2 separate regions of the Mus musculus genome follow, and region 2 is linked to region 1. The links are chromatin contacts, called in public HiChIP or PLAC-seq maps. All regions are on one chromosome and are shown on one strand. Each heading gives the region's core, a stretch centred on a gene start, on an enhancer-like site or on the middle of the called end of the contact. The rest is flanking DNA. Distances are from core to core; before and after follow the strand shown. Region 1 has its middle 38 kb from the start of Gm38404. Region 2 has its middle 19 kb from the start of Gm34148.

The links. HiChIP or PLAC-seq counts read pairs in DNA pulled down with a chosen protein or histone mark.
Region 2: an H3K27ac HiChIP or PLAC-seq map of extraembryonic endoderm stem cells shows a contact between it and region 1. The contact joins two enhancer-like sites. A contact is called at or near these places in 22 of 39 promoter capture datasets (the 3T3-L1 cell line, 3T3-L1-derived adipocytes, the C10 cell line and 14 more), 4 of 15 datasets of contacts at CTCF or cohesin (CD8 T cells, embryonic stem cells, large pre-B cells and 1 more), 62 of 484 Hi-C or Micro-C datasets (the 63-12 cell line, B cells, the C10 cell line and 34 more), 10 of 115 datasets of contacts at active chromatin or transcription factors (astrocytes, bone marrow-derived dendritic cells, double positive thymocytes and 6 more) and 3 of 9 other capture datasets (adipose tissue, liver and pancreatic islet).

The regions. Positions count from the first base shown.
Region 1 is chr6:127,267,477-127,272,033 of GRCm38.p6, forward strand. No RefSeq gene overlaps it. Among named protein-coding and RNA genes, the nearest start is that of Gm38404, 38 kb to the right of the region's middle. Within about 2 kb of position 1,760, at least 26 of the 459 cell types and tissues checked have an H3K27ac peak or open chromatin away from gene starts, as enhancers often do. A contact at or near this core is called in extraembryonic endoderm stem cells, where this site is marked.
Region 2 is chr6:127,427,347-127,431,481 of GRCm38.p6, forward strand. No RefSeq gene overlaps it. Among named protein-coding and RNA genes, the nearest start is that of Gm34148, 19 kb to the right of the region's middle. Within about 2 kb of position 2,880, at least 10 of the 459 cell types and tissues checked have an H3K27ac peak or open chromatin away from gene starts, as enhancers often do. A contact at or near this core is called in extraembryonic endoderm stem cells, where this site is marked.

The DNA of each region.
Region 1 (4,557 bases), core at 510-3,009:
TGGTAGGGAGAGGTTTTTTTCTCCTTTCCCTGCCTTCTCTTCTGTAGCCCCTTGTAGTGGAAAATGAAAAGGCCACCAGGTTCTTGTCCCCTCCTGAATGCTTAGTTTGTTACACAGACTCCCTGGGCTTCACATCAGATGAGTTGTAGACATTCCAGGAGGCAGGGGCATGGCTGAAAAGACCTCTAGAATTCTTCCCTACTTTCAGACCAGGAGTCTTCCCAAAGGCTGGGGCAGAGAACTGGGGCAGAGAGCTGGGGCACTGCCTTCCTGTGAATGGACTTGGAAGTATCAGGGTCTTTGCTTGGCCATGTGATTCATAGCAAAGGAACGGTGATCACGACACTGTCCTTCTAGGAATGTATTGATGCTGGAGCCATCCTTGTCCACGGGCCCATCTTCAGTACAAAGATGCTAGGAACAGAAACCACTGCTGGGGGGCGGGGTCGGGGGCGGGGTCAGGAGAGGTTGATGGACCTGTCCCCTCCTTTTCCTTCTCCCCTCTCCTCTCCTTTCTTCATTCCTCCTCCTCCTCTCTATCTCTCCCCCTCCTTTTCTCCTACCCTACCTCCCTTCCTCCTTTCCTTCCTTTTCAGGGTCTCCCTTTGTAGAGTCTTGGACTCATGAGCCTTCTACCTCAGCCTCCTGAGTTCCAGAGCTGTCATTGTGAGCCATCATGCCAGCTGGGATTCTCTTTTGAACTGAGTCATATTCAGCTTGCCTCATCCCCCGGGCCCAATGATGACTGGAATCCATTCACTTCCCTCTTTTCCAGCCTCATTCCATACTCTGTTCTCTCCACCTCTCAGAGTGAGAGAGGGAAGAAGTGCTCTGTGACAGACAGACAGACAGACAGACAGACAGACAGACAGACAGAGGAGGAACAGGACCGTTGTGATGCAAATGCTATTGGTTTATGGTGTTCTAGAAGGGTACCCCTCCCCTCTGCTTCAGGTTACGGGTTCTGGTGCCTTAGTCTGTCTCATTTCACCAACTTCCATCACCACCCCACCAGCCCATAGTTTGCACAGGAGACATTACAGCTCCCTTTGAGGAGCCAACCCCTTGGAGACCACACAGTTATTCCAAGTTCCTGCGGGTGCAATCGGTAGAACTGGGAATTCAGCTTTATTAAGTCCATTTGGGTAAAGCCCTCCCTATGGATAAAGGCACTCTTCTGTTCTTGTCTATTGATGCTAGACACTAGGACCTCATTCGCAAAAGAATTGGCTAGGAAGGTCTAGGATGGCAGAACTCCCAGCATGCCTTTTGAGAGCCTGGAGGGCACAGCAGTAGAAGGGACCCTAGGAATGCTCTGAGCCTACCCATCCTGCAGAAGTGCCTCCCCATGTTTGTGCTCCTTCACTCGCAGCTAGAGGATTCTCCTAGCTGCAAGATGGCAGCTATGGCTGTGTGGAGCTGCTTTCCAGAGTTTCTCTTGCTGATCCTGTCTGTTTTATCCTTGGTTCTCTCTCTGTTTGAGTTCCTGGGGCACCTCACAGACAGTATCAAATTTAAATGTCCCAAGAAAGACTTAGACAGGCTAGTGGCTACCTGCCATCAGTTGTTCTCACCTTGTTTTCAGGCTGTGGTTGCCATGTTGCAGGGACCAACACTGTGGCCCATGGTTGGGGCAAAGTCCCCATTCTGTTTACTTGGTTCTACCATTTCTTGTTTAAAGACTCAGGGACCTGAAGCTCTGAGTCGGGAGCCAGCTTGCCCGAGGCCACACCTAGGAGAGATGAATGCAGCTCTCAATGCAAGCTGCAAAGTCCAAGAATTTACCACACCCTGGTGCCTCTCTGCAAAGACGCGCCTGTGTTTGAGTGTAGCTTTTCTTTGTGTGTTAAAAGTAGCCAGTCACATTTTAAATCACAATAAAGTTAGAATTCCTGCCAGGCAGTCCTAACAGTAGCTATTCTTCACAACTCAAAATGTGGTCATTCCAAATGAGTGAAAATATGTCCTCCTAAGGCATTAAGAGCTGTGCAGAGACTGAGCTGTGAGCATGAGGGCTAGTGAGCCAAGACACTTGATAACCCTGAAGCTCCCAGGATAATTCCTGAAGTTCCCCTTTCCCTCCCCTGAGTACCTGGATCCTCTATAACAGCATATGTGCTCCGTGCCACTGACTGTTCTCTCAAGACCCGGGAACACTGAGTCTCCAATTAGCAGAATGGCAGAAAGGACAGGACCTCCTACTCAAAAGAATCTCTTACTGTGTGCTCATCAGGAAGTAGAAAAGGCCATTACCACACGCTTACTTGCCACTAGAAACCCTCTGTGCCCCTGGATGAGCCTGTATGACCTAGCCACACTGTCTCCTGTGGACATGCAGGAACACTGGATGCCTGGTAGACTTGCTTGCTGAGGGGAAGCTGATCCAGGTTGCACCCGTCCCTCAGTGTGAGCGCTCCGGCTACTGTAAAGACTAGCTGTCTGCTACCCTGAGGTCTTGAGCCTTGGGGGAGTTAAGAAACAGGGGTGGGTGAGGAGGAACGGGGTGGAAAGAGTCTTGGAGGAGGACACTGTGGAAAGAGACTGAGAAGCAGAATGGTTACAGCTGACTCCAGCTCCTTTCCTCCCTGTCTATGCGGTGATGGCTCCAGTATTACCCTGCCTCTTTGTATATCTAGATCAGAAGAACACTCTCCTCACTAGTGTGAGGGTGACAAGATAAAGGTGACAAATGTTACTAACTCTGAGAGCAAGGAGACAGAGCACAGGTTCTAGTGGGCCAAATGGAGGGCCTGGTGCAGATGCTGGCTTCTTCCCTAGTTTGCTGGAGTTGTGGACAGTGTGGAGGTGCGCACTGCGGGCTCTCACCCAGCACGGCTGGCATCGATTAGGGTACACAGGGAGCCCAGGCACACCCTGTATCTGCAGAATTGATGGATGAAAAGGCCAAGTAAGAGCACAGCTCATACACAGCTGATGGGGCAACTCCAAACCTGCTTCTCTCTCCTCCCCATCTCTTTCCCACTAAGGGGGCTTAATCTGGTCAGCAGCAAGGTGGGGGGGGGCGGCTAGAGAACCTTCTGCAAAGAGGGTGATTTCTTGACCTGCGTCCATATCATGTGCTCATCTTGCAGGTCTTGCCCTCCATTCCACACAGCTCTCGAGAGAGCCTAGAAGACACAGAGCACCTCCCCCCTCCAGCTCTATTGACAGTTTATAGTAGTTCCCTTGCTTGCAGGCTAAGGCTCTGCTTCATCTTCCAGCCTCATTAGGGTGGGGCCCCTTTCTCCACTTGCCTATGTCAGTCCCACTAGGTTACACACACACACACACACTTGGGGCTTTGATGCAGGCTGCTGTGCTGGTTCCACTAGGTTACACTCACACACGCACGCGCGCGCACACACACACATACTTGGGGCTTTGATGCAGGCTGCTGTGCTGGTCTCTCTGTCCTCAGAACTTTGAATTCAGTGTCTCAGCTGAAAGGTCCCTCCCTTCTCTTTAGTCTGAGAAAGCCCCTGGCTCTCAGAACTCAGTTCAAGCCCTCAGGTTGGTTTCTCAAAACATTCTTTCACTTCTGTAAGGCAACACCTGTCACGAACATGCATGCCTCTTTCTGTTAACCTGTTTTCAAAATCGGTGTGTTCATTGCCGCTCCCCCCACCCCCTTCGTCTCTCCCCATTGGTTGTTCCTCTTAGATCCTGAGATGCTTCCTGGTTGCTTTGCAGTTGCCCAGGGCTGATGGGCTTTGTGATGGATGGTAGGAATCCCATGAGCCTCTCTGCTGTATTCCTCTGGAAGCCCAGAGCCTGCCTGATGCCCTGTGCCGGGGTATGCCCTGACTCCCCAGGGCAGCTGGTTAGACTAAGAAAACATCCTGATCAGAGTCTAGAGGCCCAGCTTCACTCTAGATGTGTTGCCAGACTCCTCTGAGCTGCAGTGACTGTACCCAAGTCATAAGAATGCTATCAGTTTTCATCATGTGGTAGCACACAACTCTGGGCCCCAGGCATTAAGAGTCACCATGATGATATTACTGTAGTCACTGGGCTTCTGAGAGCTCTGATAGGAAGTGACATTCTCTAAGGTTTATTTATTTTATGTGTAGGAGTGTTTGCCTGCGTGTATGTCTGTGTATTGTATGCATGCAGTGCCCACAGAGCCCAGAAGAGGGCATCAGATCTTCTGGCACTGGAGTTGCAGGTGCTGGGAACTGAGTCCCATCCCTCAGTGAGAGCACTGAGTTAGCTCCCTAAGAGGGGACGCTTTCATCAGGTTACTGTGCTGGTGATACAAGCTAGAGTCACACGGAAGAGGGGACCTCAGATGAGGAATTGCCCACACCACAGGACACTTTCTTGCTTAGCAGTTGATGTGGGAGGGCCCAGCCCAATATGGGTGCTTCTCCTGAGCGGGTGGTCTTGGGTTAGAACGCAGGCTGCATAAGCCAAGGGAGGCAGCCAGTAACCCAGTTCCTCCATGGCTCTGCTTCTGTTCCTGCCTCCAAGTGCCTGCCTTGACTTCCTGCCTTGACTTTTCTCTGTGATCAACCATAAACTGACCCAGATAAACCCTTTCTACCCCAACTCGTTTTT
Region 2 (4,135 bases), core at 1,630-4,129, 160 kb after region 1:
GGGGGCTGGAGCGATGGATGGCTCAGTGGCTAAGGGCACCTGTTGATCTTGCACTTGTGGATCTGGGATCGATTCCCAGTACCCTCGTGGTAGTTTACAACTATCTCTAACTTTATTTCTGGAGAGCCAATGCCCTCTTCTGACCTCTGTGGGTACCAAGCACACATGTGGTATATATACAGGCAAAATACACATAAAAATGTTTTAAAGAATTAAAAATAGAAAGTACATGTGTATGTTCAGCACAAGTACAATGCAATAACATCCTCAGGCTGCTGATAGAAGGAGAGAGAGAGGGAGGGAGGGAGAGAGAGAGAGAGAGAGAGAGAGAGAGAGAGAGAGAGAGAGAGAGAGAGAGAGAATATAAATACTCAAGTACTCAAGTATAATGATCAGGCCTCTGCTGAAATTCTATCTACCAATGTTCACTGGCCAAAGGAAGCTTCACAGACAAGACTAGAATAAAGTAGGGAGAGACAGATTAGTACACACACACACACACACACACGAATGGAGAATATGGCAGTCACATTGCAAAGGACGCACAGGTAAGGATGGGATGAATTTGTGGCGAATCACACAAGATCAGGAAGAGCACCTGCTAACAATCAAGGCTGGGATCATCAAACATGGTGAGCAAAATCCAACCAGGCATCAGACCAGACCAGAACTGCCCTCTGGGACAGCGTGAAGCCAAAGCTTTAAGATCAAGGATGAGAAAAACAAATTGCAATCCCCAAAAGAATGTTGAGCAGTAACATTCATATTTAATAAAAATGTTAACTTAGCTAAAAGGAAAAAGAGAAACATCAGGTAATAAAACAAAGGATCCTCTAAGCAAATGAAGCAGTCACGATATTGCAATTCTTTATTTCTGGCTTTTCAAGACAGGATCTTACTAGGTAGTCTTGATTGTCCTGGACCTCATTCTGTAGTCCAGGCTGGCCTTGAACTCACAGAGATCCACCTGCCTCTGCTTCTCTAGTGCTGGGGTTAAAGGCATGCACCACCGCTGCCCAGCTCTAACAATAAATTGTTAATGATATAATAAATTAATACATTTATAAAAATATTCTTGGCATTTCTCAATTAGAAAATATGAGCCCAACAGTCTATAATTTTTGAAGAAAGTAATCATAACTTTATTTATTAGATTTATGTAGACTCCTGTATGGAACACATTAAGGTCATAAAATTTTCATATTGAGACATTCATAAGATTGTCTTTTCTTGATAATTTATATCACACACATTTTGAGCATTGTACACTTACTTAGATATCTACAAACAAAATGGGGAGTTTTAAAAGCAAGTGAAACAAAACATGAAAGAAAACTATGCCTTCAAAAACAGAAATGAATCACAGTTAATATATATAAAACTTAATTGCATGAAAGACAAAGTTCTGCATTCGCCATCAATTGAAAAAGCAAGGTAATCTGAGTGTGGTGGCTCTCACCTGTGCTCAGGAGGCAGAGGCAGGATCACAGGCCTTAGGCCCATCCCCCACCCCTGAGTTTTTACAGCCCCACAGCAGGTTTCAGGGAATGCTTCTTCTTGACATGTGAAGGAAAGCACGGGGAATGGCTTGACTGTGGCACCATCTTTACACCCAGAACTGCTTACCACTGAGCATCTTCAGGGTGAAAAGTAAGCTTCTGCCTCACGTCTATTGCTTTTTAGCCTCCTGTCATACTCGCAACCATGCCTCGACCCACTAGTACACAGAAAGCACATTAGTTTAATGAAGAATATTTGTAAAAAATACATTGCAACCTTGCTTGTAATGCCCAACTCCCATGTGGTGTCCCTGTTGAACTCTCACTGTGGATGGTCTAGAATGAACACCTCTACCTAAGCCAAGCAAGTAGAGCTAGTCCTTTGGATGCTGTACTTGAAGTCTTAGCTAATACAATAAGACATGGGAATGAGTAATAGGTATGAGAATTTTAAAGTGAGAGGAGAACTGCCCTATTTACAGGTGACATGACATCTTATACTGGACCTCATAAATTATTAGCATCAAGTGTTCTCTAAACTTAATCTTAGACCAACAAAGAAATCAATACTTATACCTGTCTCCAGAAAAGTATAGAGTAAAAATGTCTTGATTACAAAAATGGACAAAATGTCTCTATAAGTAAGTGGTGGACAGGTTATTGAAGGAAATGAAAAATACCCGACATGTTAATTAGGATGTTCTTACATGTATGCTAACATATTCAACAGGAAATGTCTTAAAGAGTATTTTTTAGGTCTAGGTATAGAGCATTTTCCTGGCATTCATGAGATTCTGAGTTCCATCTCAATCGATGTAAGATCAGTCAATCATCAATCAATCAATCACTAATGTACTCAGTCTGATGGCCCAGTAGGTAAACATGGTAGCCACCAAGACTGATGACCTAGATTCAAATTCTGGGACTGACATGGTGAAAGGAGAGAGCTAACTGCTGTCCCCTAATCTTGAAATACATGCACATGCATACATACAAAAACATAAGTAAGTGGAACAACTGGCTTACATAGTAGGACGTCTAATCTAACTTATTTGGGTCTGGGATCAGTTACTTTAGCAACTCAGATATGCCATCAAACTGTCAGGCTGTTTCCAACGTTATTCTCTGTCACTCCAACATGGCTTTATCCCCAAGTCTGTGCTCTGGGCAGGGTGGACTTCATGTAGAGTCCTCATCACCTGGATGCTATTGTCATGCAGCCACTCAAATTTAAGCCTTTCCTATGAAACTCTCCTCGTGTCTCACTGCCCCGGTTTGAGTCTGTCATCAAGAGGCATTGAGGAGTGCCTCAGACCTGCACATTATCTATTCAGAGAGAAGAGTTTTCTGCCAGTAACAAAAGGGCAGAGTGGAGTGGTTGCTATGGGGTAGACAATCCCCAGACCCTGCAAATAAGAGATGAAGGACTCATTGTCACTGTCAACTCTCTGTAATCTATGACTCAAGTCTAATTGCAGCCAGTAGGTGGAATGTGATTTCCTCAAAGATGTTTATAGTAAAAATAACATATGAGAACAAAGGGCCAAGAATAGCTAAGACAGTTCTATAGGGGGGAAATGAGGGGCACTTGATCTATAGGAGATCAAACATCTTGAAGAGCCCTGCTGGTTCACGGTAGGGCTTTTGAGCAGAACACAACAGGCACAGAGCCATGAATATTTGAAAGTTGGCTTGTGACAGAGGTGGCATTATCTTATTCCTTAGGTCAACGTTTTGGTGATGGTTAATCCTGCTTGTCAGTTTGACACACCTGGGAAGGGGAAACCTCAGCTGAAGAATTCCCTCTACCATGTTGCCCTGCAGGCATAACTGTGGGGAATTTTCTGTGGGGAATTTTCTTGATTGCTATTTGATGTAGGAGCATTTAGCCCAACACGGGTGGTGCCATCCTTAGGCATTTTGGCCTGGGGTATAGAAAGTCTCGGAATGTAAATCTAGGAGCAACCAGGAAGCAGTGTTTCTCCATATTTACTGTTTCCAGCTCCTGCCGTAAGCCTTGGCTTCCCTTCAGAATAGGCTGAAATCTCTAAGAGGAGACAAGCCCTTCTCCTCCCCACATTGTTTTGGTTTGTGTTTTATCATTGCAACAGAAAGCTAACTGGGAGGGTTTCGCAAAGAAACACAATAGCCAAACCTTTGACTCCACTGATCAGAATGAAAATCTCGTGCACTCTTCCCAAACTTCAAAATCCTGTCTTCTCCCACGGGCCGTGAGTTCTAGGATTGCCTCAGGCCCCTGCCAGAAAGGAAATGCATTTTGGAAGCAGCTACTTCAAGCTTTCCTTTCGATGAATAATACATTGCTTCTGCTGCTTCAACCCATATTTCATTTCTTCCCAGGATTTGGAAATGGACACCAATCTCTTGTTCCCAGTTCCCATTCAACTGGGTTAAGAGTCACTGTGGGAAGGATGGAGAAGTTACAAAGAATTCAAACCAGAATGCTGGCAGGACCAGATCTGTCTTTTATACTGATTGTTGGGCCACAAGAGGATAGGATACAAAAGCAAAATAACAGATAATCCTACCCTCAAGGGCTTAAAAACCTATCTGAACGGATTCTGAATACATCCAGTAAGAAGAACAAGAAGCAGTGCTTGCTGGCTCACAAAAGA